Linked DNA regions of Mus musculus: all the other regions are linked to region 3. Evidence: chromatin contacts called from public HiChIP or PLAC-seq data. All regions are on one chromosome and are shown on one strand. The core of a region is the stretch at or near the end of the contact, and the rest is flanking DNA. Distances in the headings are between cores, read along the strand shown. Region 1 holds the start of Slc41a1 (solute carrier family 41, member 1). Region 2 has its middle 12 kb from the start of F730311O21Rik. Region 3 has its middle 7.3 kb from the start of Gm37120. Region 4 overlaps Rab7b (RAB7B, member RAS oncogene family).

Region 1 (3,186 bases), core at 328-2,827, 270 kb before region 3:
ATTTTGTTTTTAAGTTGCTATTGGATGAAAGTTTTTGGCCTTGAGGCAGAGTCTCAACTGTATAACTCTAACTATGAGGCACTGTCTCTTGGTAGACCCAGACGACCTCATATTTGTAGAGTCTCCTGCTTCTGTCTCCCAAGGGCTAAGACTGCCAACACTCAGGCAGCCATATAATCAGTCTTAGTTTTCCTCTCAATCTATACTCATTGTGCACAAAAACTGGTCCTTCTGGCGAAGACCTAGTGTTGCCCAATCTAGGAGTAACTTCCATATCCAAACATAGACTTGGCTGTGAAACCAAAATTGGAGTTCAACTACAGTGACATTTGCTGGGCCCTTAAAAAATATAGACCTTTGATATCCTAGCAGCGGAGCTGAGCCCGGGGTTGCTGGATTAGCAGGTGGGGACAGGTTTTTGTGGCTACATTTGTTATCATTGTCCAAAGGAATGGCCCTCTCCAGTTGCTGTTGAGCATGTGTGCTCAGTAGCCAGCACTCTTTTTCTCTCCTATATACATCCTATCCTTATTCAACGGTCTAGAGAAATGCTCAATTGCCCCAAGGAACCTTTCTAGGGAAGAAAGTGACAGGAAAGGAACCTCTGGTCATAGGCTCTATGGTCTAGAAAAATGCTCAGTTGCCCCAAGGAACATTTCTAGGGAAGAAGGTGACAGGAAAGGAACCTCTGGTTATAGACTCTACCGATGAAGGGGGAAAGGCTGGAAATGGGAGTTCCTTTATAGGGAGGTCACATCCCCTTCACAAAAACAACCCAAAGAGAACTAACTGGTACTGATTTTGGATTGATGAAGTGAAGACACCCCAGGGAGGAAGTGGCAAAAGCGAGGATGAAAACACTTTGATTCCACAAGGTGCGTCAGGGAAAGTTGGCGTTCATTTCGCCCGGGATGGAGACTTCTCTCCCACGGGGCCACGATTGGGTCAAAGGAAACCCCCGCTCCCCTCCGCCCTTACCTCATTGGTGTGTGTAGCCCCAGCCATGAGTCTACCAAATTTTCCCTCCAGTCTGCCCATCCCCACCCCTATCAAGGCTGGAACTTTATTAAGGCAGATTAAGGTTCGGTCAGTCGCCCAGAGGAACAAGGAACCTGGAAGGAGAGATGAGGAGCCTGATGAATAGGAACTGTGCCCAGGAAGAAGGTAGGGACTGGGCGTGGAGAAGGAACACGCGATGGCTGCTGCGGCCCGGGCGATCGCCAGCTGGCCGGCTCAAAGGGGTGGTTTCGGGTCTTCTGGAAGGCCCAGAGGCTCACTAGAGATAGTCAAGATTCAGGAGTACATGCGTAGCAGAACGCTCGCCTTGAGAGGCCGTGGGAACTCAGGAGCGCAGCACCCGCCCGCGCTTGAGCACCGCGAGCCCACAACACCCTCCAATTCTGAGTTCCCGTCACTCTGCTGCGTTTTCCCCCTCACCCCGCCCCCAGCTCAAGAAACGCCGGGGAAATGGGCGGGGCCTGGGCGGGGCCCGCCCCTTTTCCTGCTCTGATTGGCTGATGCAGTTGTCCATCCTGACTCTATTCTTGATGGAGGGGGGTTACCACCCGCTCTGCCCCAGATCACGTTTGCCACCCACAGCCAAACACTCTTGTCCAAGTCCGCGGGCAAGAGGCGATTGGGGACGAGCGAGCTCGGCATCTCAGGCCCAGTCCGGTCCACACCAGCCCGAGGCGGAATATCCTGATCGCCCCCCACCAGGCCACCTCCCCTCGTGGAATCGGAGCGGCGGCCTCACAGGAAGGCAGAAGCGAAATGTAGCGAGCCGGGTGTCGCGGTTGGACGCTCGCCTTGCCTGGGGGTGTAGCGGGGAACACGCGGGGGCTCGAGGAGGACGGCTGAGGGGGAGGAGTGATGAGAAGAGGGGGTACCCTACATCCCCCAATTCCGCGGGCCCCTGCTACCACTCTCCAGGCGCCCTTTCTCCCCAGCAAGGCGCAGGTCAGTGTTGTTGGGTCTGGGAGGGAGGGAGACGAGGGCGGGGGACTCCAGGACGCAGTGCTTTTGCAGTCTTGAGTTGCCGGGAGTCGGCGGAAATCAACTAGGCACTCCTCCTCCCCACCCCTGTAGTTGGGGATACCTAAACCGGGCTTTTTTGTCCATCCCCGCTTGGAAAGGAGACGCGGCTTCCTAGAGCCTGAGGCCCATCGGTAGTGGCTTTACTGCTGATGTAGTTGAGAGACTGGCCTGCTCCCCTTGCTAGCCCCCTTCCAGGTCAAAGTGGCCTGCCAGAAAGACGGGAGGGAGGGGGCAGTCAGGTTTTAGCGAAGGAACTCAGAAACTTTGCTGGCTCGGGGGCGGTGGACTCAGACTGAGTGTTTCCTCTTGGCTGACTAGTGAGGATCTTTGAAAACAACGGTGCTGTGTTAAGGTGGCTTGGCTGGTGACCGAGTTAGTGGAAGACTCATAACTTGGGCCCTAGAGTTTGATTCTGCCTTAACCAAACTGGAGTTGACTAATTGTGAGTGTTTGGAATACTAACAGCCTGTTCATCATACCTGCAAAACCCTCTGGATTTTTTTTTTTTTTTTTTTTTACTATTGAGAGCCATGCTGGTGAAATGCAACAAGTTGGTGGCAATTCGTGGGGATTCCTTTAAGCTAAGAAAAGCAGGGCAGGCAAAGACAGACATGATTTGGGAGTAAATGCATATTAGCTTGTGACACTTGGATTTGCCTGACTTTGTTTTTCTTTCCTCTTTCTACACCTTTTACCGATGATATTTTTGTTTTTAAGAGTTACACCATGTCTGGCTGTCAGTAACCCGAGAGGAAAGGGGGAAGGCCAGGCAACCAAAAATGTAGGAATAAACAGTAGCTTCACCCTCTGTCTCTTCAATCTAGTTAACTGCCGGGTCCTATCTGACAGGCTCACAGGATCTAGCATAGAGAGAAGTGTAAATGCAGCCTGGACCAGGGTTTAGCCTGTGGTTTCTGTAACACTCGACTTTCAAGGGCAAGAGTAAGAAGGAGGCCTCTGGTTCTTGGCCTTGGTCTTGGCCGGCTTGCCCTGCCCCGGTTGCCTGGGGAGTTCTCCTGGCTTCCTCTCCCATCCCAGCAGGGGGCTAGGACAATTAGAGGTCTAGGGATGCTCCCCTCAATGACCAGCCTCTCTGTTTGCCCTGTCTTGCTGTTGCTGTCTTGTAATAAGTCACTCAAGAAGAGTGAA
Region 2 (3,479 bases), core at 195-2,694, 260 kb after region 3:
TGGGTTCTCTGAAGAGTAACCAGCCTTCATAACCACTGTACTGACTCTGCAGCCCCTCAGCCTGCTTTCTTATATAACCCAGAACCATCAGCCCAGGCATAACTCTGCCCAGGAGCAACGCTACTGTCCATATCAATCACTAGTCAAGACGATGCCCACAGACGTGCTCACAGGCCAATCTGATGGAGGCAATTGCCTCCTCAATGAAAGTCTCCTCTTGTTTGATAACTCCAGCTTGTGTCAAGTTGACAAAACTAACCAGTACATGGTACATGCTTGGATGTTTGTGCTGGCGTTCTTGTGTGTGTGAAAGTGCCTATTTGCCTATGTATGTGTAACTACATGCATATGTGTACCTGTGCATACATGGCACATAGTTGTGTTCATATGTGTTTATACATTTGTGTATGTACGTATTATGTAAGTGCATGTTTCTGTGTCTGCACATGTGTGTGGACACATGTGAATGTATGTGTGTGCTTGCATGCACCATTGTGTGCCTGTATGCGTGTGTGCACATGTGTGCATGTGTTTGCATTTTCATAGATGTACATGTGTATCTATGCATATGCTTGTATGTATGTCTTCTTATGTCTATATGTGCACGTGTACACATTCTTTTGTGTGTGGTTGTGTCTCTGTGTTCATGCATACCCAGGTACGCAAAACCAGATTTCCGAGATTGAAATGAACCTAAGGCTAGGTTTAAGGTCATTTGCCTTATTGGGGGAAACCCTAAGAGCCACAGTGGGAAAAGTGGAAAAAAATCAGGACCACCCGTTAGCACCTTTCTCTTCAGCTGTGTCTCTCAGGACTGAGAAGGTGAGGGGGAAGATAGGTCAAAGTCGGCTGGTTGCAGCAGGTCTGTGATGGGAACTTCTTTCTGGAATGAATTCAATTAGTTATCCATCTCAAAGGAAGTTAAACTTTCTCTTCCTGCCTCCATCTTCTGAGTGTATGATAAATAGTCAGAGGACCACCTCCAAGTATAGCTCAAGACCTTTCCTGACACAGCTAGTGGCTTCTCAGCTGGGGGATTGATGTGAGGAAGTGGCCTTTCTGTAGCCAAGACAGGGTCTGGCCACCGCATTTACTGGCCTTTGGCTTCTATCCAGTGAGTTGAAATTCCCATAAGGGTAAGGAAAGAGGCAACCACGAAGCTTCAGATGAGATGCTTAACGGGGTACAGAGCCAGGATCCCCAAAGGCAGACTGGGGAAGAGCCTTGGGGTACTTTTGGAACAAGAGTCAACTTGATAAGTCCTTCCTGTAGGCAGGGATGTGGCAGAAGTGACCTTTTCAGCAGTGATGGGCCCAGGCCACTTCATCCAGACGGTCACTCGGCGAACTATGTCAGGGCTGGGTTGTCAGCGTGGGAGTGCTCTCCTGGAGGCTCTGTGTATAAGAGGGAGTGCTGCTGTCCCCACCCAGACTGCCCTTCTGGCTGCTTGGGTGACTCAGGACTTACCAACACGTCTGGATATGCTGTGCAAGCCCCACCTCCTCTCCTCCCTTGACACCATCCCAGCAGGTCTTGGGGCCCATGGCCTCTTCCCATGTTCATCTGAGAGTTGTCAATAAGCTTTCAAGCCACTTCACTCTGGCTGCTTCCTTGTCTAGCCCTGGTGGCAAATCAGAGTCCCTGTTGGAGTCCTAGATGGGTAGGAAATCTCCTGGAAATAGCTCCCGAGGGGGTCATTTTGGGGCACTGTGGGACCACACCCACTCCTGACACCTCTGTGCCTTGCCAAATCCTACTCGATGGGCAATGTAGACATCATTTCCTCTCAAGTGTAGGGGCTGACAGTCTTGACTCAAATCCACACACCTTGACTTTGGAACTCACTCTCTTTCCTAGACACCACACCTGCTAGAGGAGGGAGGGCCCCGCACAGATACATTTGCAGGGCTTTGATGTCGGCTCAGGACAGGTGGGTCTCATCTTCTAGGAAGCCAAGCTTCTGCTGATTAGACTGAGGGGAGAGACTTAGACAAATCAGCAGGCTCTTAGTCTGGAGGAAAAGGCTCCTGGGTCTTCAGGTCAGAGGTGTTGCCAGTGTCACCCTGTGTGTCTTTACAGAGTCCACCTCAGTTCCTCCAAGGAGTTCTGGACCTGCCACCCGGCGTTAGTGTTGAGGTGGAGTGGTCATTCTTTGGGTTATTTCTCTACGTTCCAGGGAGTGTGCCATCAAGTTTAGGCATGCGATGTCTCACATGTCTCCTGTTACCACACCTGTGTACCAGAGACACCATTCTTACTGGCCGATGTGAGACAACAGCTGGGTGCGACAGGTCTAAGGCTAGTGGCAGTGTTGACTTTGAGCCCAGATCCGGGATTGACTGCAGGGCCTGCCTCTGCAGGAGAGGTTAGCCTGCCTGAAAGATCTGGTTATAGCTCCCCTTCCTCTTCCCGTGGTCCCAGTGTCTCCTCCCTGCCCTCACTCGGCAGCACAGACAAATCAGCTGTACCCCACACTAGGCCTGGGCTGCCTTTTGGGTTTGCAGAGCTTGCACTTGCTGCAGCTTTGTGACCCAAGAGGTTATCGAGTGGGCTGGCTCTGCAGCTACCTGCCCAGGAGAGAGAAGGCACCAAGTCTTTTTATCTGCCCCCACCCAAAGAGACCCAGGTAGTGGGTGTCTACCAGTCTGACTAAGCTCTCTAGTACCCTGGGGGTGAGACCTGCACTTGTGGGATAGATGCTCTGGGAAGGGCCTGCCTCTAGGTCTTGTAGTCTGAAGGAGGCAGACTACGAGTGGTAACCCTGACTCAATGTCTCACTCTCTGGACCTCAGGGAAGAGAAAGAAGTGGGGGATAACTCACCCTTCTTAAAAAAAAAAGAGGGAACACAAACAGACACAAACAGGGGAGCCTCCCTGAGCCCCAGGATGGCAGGGTTCTGTTAGGTGTCCCATTGTCTCCTGGCTGAGGGAAGTAAGCCAGTGCTTTCTTTGACAAAGATGCAGCTTGGGGGCCTGCACCTCCCTTAGGCTGTTTGCTTTGCAGCCTCAGAACTGACCAAGAATGACCTCTGCTTCCTCCCTGCTCCCTTTCGGTGTGGGCCGCAGCTGGCAGTGGCATTCAGAGCCAATTCTGGGAAGGCATCTGACCTTGGAAGGAATGTAGGAAATGTCTAGCCAGGAGCAGCCACCCCCTACCTGTGGCCCAAGAATGTGGGCTCTGGGCCACCTGTGGCCCCCAAGAGAGGTGCACATAGACACGTGGTTGGAAAAGAAAGGGGGTACAAGATCCAAGACTGGAATAGCTGGAAGGCTGTCTGGCAACACTCCTACGTAACAGAGGGCAAACTCTTGTGGTGGCAGCACTGTGCCCTCTCCGGTCTCTGGGTCCCCTGGAGCCTGAGGCCACAGACGCAGCTGCAATGTTTGCTTGTCAGACTCACAGGGCCCTGGGATACCAGCACAGAATTGACATGCACAGTGGCCACCTCCAGCCTGCTTTCCCGATGGGGAAACTGAGG
Region 3 (3,406 bases), core at 903-3,402:
GCCTCTGGGTAACCTGCATTGTGTGGCTGAAAGTAGGCCTGTCTGTGTCTATGACGCATCCATATGTGGTAGCAGGTGGGCCTTACTTACTGCCTTACTTCTGTTTAATGTACACTTTACACACATTGCCTAAAGGCAGTGGTGGCTGTTGCTCTTTATCCTCCTCCTCCTATTATTATTATTGCTATTATATTTTTTCTTTTTCCGAGACAGGGTGTCTCTGTATAGCCCTGGCTGTCCTGGAACTCACTCTGTAGACCAGGCTGGCCTCGAACTCAGAAATTTGCCTGCCTCTGCCTCCCAAGTGCTGGGATTAAAGGTGTGTGCCACCACGCCCGGCATTATTGCTATTATTATCATTATTATTTATTATGAGCCCAAAGCATTGCACACAATGAGCACACATTCCACCACTGAGCTGTATTCCTAGCCTAAAGGTAATTTTGCACAACTTTTTAAAAATATTATTTATTTAATGTATATGAGTACACTGTCGCTGTCTTCAGACACACAAGAAGAGGACATCAGAGCCCATCACTGTTGATTGTGAGCCACCATGTGGTTGCTAGGAATTGAATTTAGGACCTCTGGAAGAACAGTCAGTGCTTTTTTTTTTTTTTAAAGATTTATTTATTATTAAATCTAAGTACACTGTAGCTGTCTTCAGATGCACAGAAGAGGGCGTCAGGTCTCATTACGGATGGTTGTTAGCCACCATGTGGTTGCTGGGATTTGAACTCAGGACCTTCGGAAGAGCAGTCGGTGCTCTTAACCACTGAGCCATCTCTCCAGCCCTCAGTTGGTGCTCTTAACCACAGAACCATCTCTCCAGCCCATTTTTATTGCACTTGCATTTTATCTGCAACCTGGCACGTGAGGGCAGGTGTGGATACATTTACTGAGCCATCTCTCCAGCCCTCAGTTGGTGCTCTTAACCACAGAACCATCTCTCCAGCCCATTTTTATTGCACTTGCATTTTATCTGCAACCTGGCACGTGAGGGCAGGTGTGGATACATTTGTGATGTCATATCAATGCTCCCAAAGTTCCAGACTGTTAAGTATTTTGAGGATACCAATTTAGGGATGCTCAACTGGTATAGCATACTCTTGAATATAAATAAAATATGGATTTTGTTACACTAATATGCCTATAGGATCAGGGGTTTCAGCTCAGTAATAGAACACTGGCCTCTCGTGTGGGAGGTCCTGGGTTCATCACCAGCACTGCAAAACACAACAAGTAAAAATACATACTGCCTATATAGGACATATTGTTTTGATTCCATGCATGTGTTATATATGTGTGCGTATGTGTGGTATCTGTAGAGATACATACTTGTATAATCTGTGCACAGCCCACGGTCACACTCTCATGTGATCCAGGGGTCAAACCCAGGTCTTTTTTATTTTTTAAGATTTATTTATTTTATGTATGTGAGTACACTGTAGCTGTATAGATGGTTGTGAGCCTTCATGTGGTTGTTGGGAATTGAATTTTAGGACCTCTGCTCACTCTGGTCAACACCATTCACTCTGGCCCAAAAATTTATTTATTATTATAAATAGATACACTGTAGCTATAGATAATAGATACACTGTAGCTATCTTCAGACACACACAGAAGAGGGAGTCAGATCTCATTACTGGTGGTTGTGATGTCACCATGTGGCTGCTGGGATTTGAACTTGGGCCCTTTGGAAGAGCAGCCAGTGCTCTTACCTGCTGAGCCATCTCACCAACCCCAAACCCAGGTCTTTACTCTCACTATCCAGTAACTCTACCAACTGAGCTGCAACCCAAGCTTGTGTTTTGCTCCATTTTTTAAAAAATGTACATGTATTGCTTCTAACAGTCAGGTAATGGTCACGCCCCTCAGCCTGCACTGCTACACAGGGCCTCAACCACGTGCAATAGAAACCCCTGCTTGCTTCCCAGTCCTCCCTTTTATCTCCACCAGGGAGATCTTGCGATTTCTGGGCAGAGACCTTGGTGCTTGTCCTGGTTCTGCAGAAATGCACTCAGCCCTAGGGTCCGGCTCCAATGGTACCACCGTCCAACAGAGTCAGTATCTCCTTTGTGTCAGGGTAGCCACCTGTTTCCTGCTGGCCTGGATTCCTCTGCTAGTGTGAGTCATCTGTGCAAGCCAGGCCCTGGCTCACAATGTAGATAAGCATTCCCATAGCGGGCGTGACTCCAGACCCCACTGCTGCCTCTACCTTCTGGCAGACCAGCAGACAGGCGAGTGGTGGAGCTGGCCGGAAGTCCTCACACACTTCCGTGTCTCCTTTCTGTTGGTGTCTAGGGCGCAGTCTTGGTGTTCTGCCTAATGTGGTTACAGTCTGTATTCACCAATTGCTAGGGCTCTCTACCTGGTGACATTTTCTTATTGGTGGTGGTGGTGTGAATCTAAGACCTTTTTTTGTGTTGGAAGCCATCTACCCCTGGGTTATCCCAATTCTTCCTGTAAATACTGATTTTAAAAAGACAGCCTTTTTCTCTTCCCTTCCTCTCCTCCTCCTTCTCTCCAGAGTTTCTAGTAGCCTAGGCAGGCCTTGAACTCCTGATCCTCAAGTTCCACTTCCCAAATGCTAGGATTTCAGGCACTCACTATGATGCCTTGCTGCCTGGAAGGCATCTCTCTTTTCCTTCTTCTCCCTTTCCCTCTCCTCCCTTCTCTCCTTCTTCCACCCATCCCTCCTTCCCACCCTCTTTCTTCCAGAGATGGATGTCAGATCCTTTCAGGCTCCACAGTCAATGCCGCTCTTCTTCCCATGGCCAAAGCTGAGGGGAGAGGCTCTCCAAAAATGGCAGGTCCGCTGGGGAGCAGGGGTATGTGGCCTCTTGTAGTGTTAAGTGACTAAGTCATGATGCTTGACCCAGAATCTTCTGTACCTTCCCAGGAACCTTCCCAGTCCCTGCAGAGCAGCAGGAAGGAGATCTGAGTGGAGTCCCACCCAAGCGGAGCATTTCCGTGGAGGAGGGTGACTATGACTGCCTCTTAGATTTACACAGGACAGAGCAGGCAGAGAATTCCATTTCTTCCCTAGATCCTCAGATGCAAAGATCCAGGGATCCACAATCTGCATGTCTGTCTCCTTCCCATACCCCACCACTCAGCACTGGAAGCTGAGCCTAAGGAGGCAGAGGCCTGGCTTAAGAGACACTGGTGGACATACCCTCCTATCCAGCCAGTGCTGCCTCCTCCTGGCCCGTATTCACAGAGAGGTTTAGCAAGAGGAGAAAGCCCAACCTGGGAACTCTGATCCCTGGCTTTCTTTATCACCTTCACTTGCAGCCTGGGTGGTAAGGACTAACCTTGGATGTGGCAAGGACACAAACAGAGACTCCGGACTAATTTAGATTCCCCCTACACTCAAAATCTTCCGTCAATAGGCAATCGTGAC
Region 4 (3,108 bases), core at 241-2,740, 380 kb before region 3:
CCTCTTGGTCAGTGATACCAGTCTCAGTTACCCATGGTCAACTGTGGACCAAAAATATTAAATAGCAAATCCCAGAAATAAATAACTTACAACTTTCAATGCACGTGTCATTTGAAGGAGTGTGGTGAACCGCTGCGCCATCCTACCCAGGTCAGTTGCCTTTGCTCTATTCTGTGCATCTAATCCAGCAGTTACTTTGTAGCTGTCTCAGATGTATCAACTGCCATCATTCCAAATGCCTCTATTAATAGTAACCAAAGTTACGCCACAATACCCATGTCACTATCTCATCACTGAGATACGCCATCATCTCATGTTGTCACATGAGGATAAGGTCGGGAACAGTACAGTATCTTTAGAATATGCATTTATAGCCTTTTATTACTTGTACAGACTCATGGTCATTTAATTTATTGTCAATTATTGTCCATCTCTTGCTGTACCTAATTTATTCATTATACTCTGTCATACGCTTGTGTGACTAGGAGGAAACATAGCACCTGGGGGCGGGATTAGTACTATGTAACTTTAGATATCTATGGGGGAGGGGGATGTCCAGGAGTTTCTTTGGACGAGAAGAGACTATGGTGTTTGCTTTTTAATTTTTTAAAAAAAAAAATCTATGTCAGCATAATTGGCATGTCAACGATGTTAAAGTGTAGGCAGTAAAAGCCACATCATTTCATTTCCAGGGCCCCGTAAAAAAGTGAGATTGTTCAAAAATTAAGACTTCAAGACAGCAATAACAGCATCCGACATTGGAGGTGAACCCTCCTGAGGACTCACCTCCCCGTGACGTGGTCCTGAGAAAGCAGTGAGCTTTCAGCTCAAACAACAGAGCTCTGGCCCGACCCTGCTGGACACACTGTAGCCTGAAGGGAAGGCTCTGCCACAGCCTTAAAGCACATGACATAGATTCTGTGTCCTCTTTAGAGTCATAGCACAGACTAAATATTCCAAATGGAAGCAGGGACCTGTGGGCCTGGAGACTCACAGATATCCTATTACAACTGGGAGATGTGCTGACCAATCCCCAGGGCAGAGTGAGCTGAGCTGACAACCAGACCCACAGTAAGGGTCCCTGCGAGCCACTGTAGCCCAACCATGAGTCACCCTGAGTTGGAGACTGGCCCTTAGCATCCATGCCAGCAGGCACAGGAACTTCACCCCACCACAGCGACATCTAAGTTGGGCGCGGTGGCAACATATCCCAGGCCCTCTTCATAGTCATCCCTTCAAGAAAAAGACCCCAGTCAACAGGATTCTATTGATCGGGCTCACCACAGCCTCGCTCAAGTGGAGCACCCTTGGCTGCTGGTCAACGGAGAACTCAGATCAGGACTCCCCGCAGCATGTATCCTTGGGGCTCGGGAAAAGAACAAAGCCAAATCTTATCACCAAACAAAGCAGGCTTGGACGTTAGGCCCTGCCCTCAGGGACTTGGGAAAATGCCCATTTCTGCTGCCGTTTGCTCCCACATAACAGAGCTTTTCTACTGCTGCCTGGTGGTTGGGCTGTCTATCCCTCGGCCACAGACAGCTTCTCAGGCTCTGCTTGCAGTCCCACACCGGCCTCTGGCACCCAAGAGCAGCCTTGTGTGCACTCTCTCTGTGCACATCACAGTGACCAACAGCAGCAGCTCGACTGGGACAGGAGAGCCACAGATGAGGACTTCTGTGGCTTTCACTTACCCTCGTCTCCCTCCCCCTGCTCCAGAGCAGTGCTGGGGAGCTGTTGGTTAGACACAGGTAGCTCTGGGATGAGTAGCGCCCACTACTGTTCGCTATGCTTCCTCTCCATGAAGACAGGGCCTGCTCTAGTTTTTGTTTTGAGAGAAGGGGTGCTTTTTGTTGTTTTTTATGGGGAGGGGGCTGATAGGTTTGTCTTTTGTTGTAGTTATTGATGCGCAGCCTTGAACTTGGTATTCTTCGGCCTCAGGCTCCCAGTTGCTAGGGTGGGCGTGTTTTGATTCACCGCACTCAGCTTTACAGACTGGCGGACAGTAGGGGATGGATGAGTTTTAGTGGACTACTGCCCATCTATTCTTTAAATAAATACATAAATGGATTTTACTAAGACCAAAACCTCATCACTTTTTTTTTTCACCATTTCCATTCTTTTGAGAATTTCATGTACTTATAAAATGTGCTTTGATGAAACCTGACCCCATTCCCTCCCTTTCCACACCTCCCCCATGTCCCACCCCCACATTTCCCTCACAACTTAATGTGTTCTCCCTTTAGCCTCCTTGGAGTCCATCTAGGGCTGCCTGCATATGTATAGGTGTAGATGCATCTACTGGAGCACGGGCAACCTCCCTCTTAGTAGCTGCATCCCTGGAGAAAACTAACTCCACCCCTCCACTCAGCTGACTGCCAATAGCCCTTCAGCTAGTGATGGGATTTCATGAGTCCCACCCCCACCCCAATCCTTGCTGGGATTTTAGCTGGCCTGATCTTATGTAGTCACAGCCCTGCACACAGCTATTCTTTTTTTTTTTTTAAGATTTTTTTTTCAATGTATATGAGCACACTGTCACTATCTTCAGACACACCAGAAGAGGGCGTCAGATCCCATTACAGATGGTTGTGAACCACCATGTGGTTGTTGGGAACTAAACTCAGACCTCTGGAAGAGCAGTCCGTGCTCTTAACCGCTGAGCCATCTCTCCAGCCGTTTAAGAACACAGTTGTTCTTAATCCAGGGTGTACTGGAATTCAGCAGCAAAATCATGTATATAATACCTTATGTAGTCTACCATAGAAAGTTTGCATAACAACTTCTACATAAGGAGAATTTAGGAGGATAAGTGAGAAATTAGTAAATGTGGGTTACCTTTCATGGGAAAGTCTGGGCAGGCAGGATCAAGTCTTTCCAAGGTATAGGCCTTCATTTTGAACTCCCAGGTCTTTAAATGTATTACTCAACCAACAATTAAAAGGAAGGGAAATGACAATTGGTAGAAGAGAGGGAGAGAGAGAGGAGGGGAAAGAAGTAGAGAGAAGTGTGATCAGGACCCACCAGGACTTAGCCTTGATGCCAAGGCTGATGGGCTGAATTCTAATTAGGGGGAGGGGAAGCACAAATCTCCAGGCCCATGTGCTGTGG

Evidence for each region. HiChIP or PLAC-seq counts read pairs in DNA pulled down with a chosen protein or histone mark.
Region 1: a contact with region 3 is called in a FOXA1 HiChIP or PLAC-seq map of pancreatic cancer cells. The contact joins the promoter of Slc41a1 here to the enhancer-like site in region 3. A contact is called at or near these places in 5 of 39 promoter capture datasets (the 3T3-L1 cell line, liver and pre-B cells) and 1 of 115 datasets of contacts at active chromatin or transcription factors (pancreatic cancer cells).
Region 2: a FOXA1 HiChIP or PLAC-seq map of pancreatic cancer cells shows a contact between it and region 3. The contact joins two enhancer-like sites. A contact is called at or near these places in 1 of 15 datasets of contacts at CTCF or cohesin (the NIH/3T3 cell line), 3 of 115 datasets of contacts at active chromatin or transcription factors (acute myeloid leukemia, embryonic basal ganglia and pancreatic cancer cells) and 1 of 9 other capture datasets (liver).
Region 4: a contact with region 3 is called in an HNF4G HiChIP or PLAC-seq map of pancreatic cancer cells. The contact joins two enhancer-like sites.

Annotation. Positions count from the first base shown.
Region 1 is chr1:131,826,435-131,829,620 of GRCm38.p6, forward strand. It overlaps Slc41a1 (solute carrier family 41, member 1), which reads left to right and starts at 1,578. Exons shown (of 11, transcript NM_173865.3): 1 at 1,578-1,959.
Region 2 is chr1:132,352,172-132,355,650 of GRCm38.p6, forward strand. No RefSeq gene overlaps it. Among named protein-coding and RNA genes, the nearest start is that of F730311O21Rik, 12 kb to the left of the region's middle. Within about 2 kb of position 1,445, at least 60 of the 459 cell types and tissues checked have an H3K27ac peak or open chromatin away from gene starts, as enhancers often do. A contact at or near this core is called in pancreatic cancer cells, where this site is marked.
Region 3 is chr1:132,093,604-132,097,009 of GRCm38.p6, forward strand. No RefSeq gene overlaps it. Among named protein-coding and RNA genes, the nearest start is that of Gm37120, 7.3 kb to the right of the region's middle. Within about 2 kb of position 2,153, at least 57 of the 459 cell types and tissues checked have an H3K27ac peak or open chromatin away from gene starts, as enhancers often do. A contact at or near this core is called in pancreatic cancer cells, where this site is marked.
Region 4 is chr1:131,713,366-131,716,473 of GRCm38.p6, forward strand. It overlaps Rab7b (RAB7B, member RAS oncogene family), which reads left to right. Exons shown (of 6, transcript NM_145509.3): 6 at 1-2,074. Among named protein-coding and RNA genes, the nearest start is that of Gm30104, 19 kb to the right of the region's middle. Within about 2 kb of position 1,491, at least 26 of the 459 cell types and tissues checked have an H3K27ac peak or open chromatin away from gene starts, as enhancers often do. A contact at or near this core is called in pancreatic cancer cells, where this site is marked.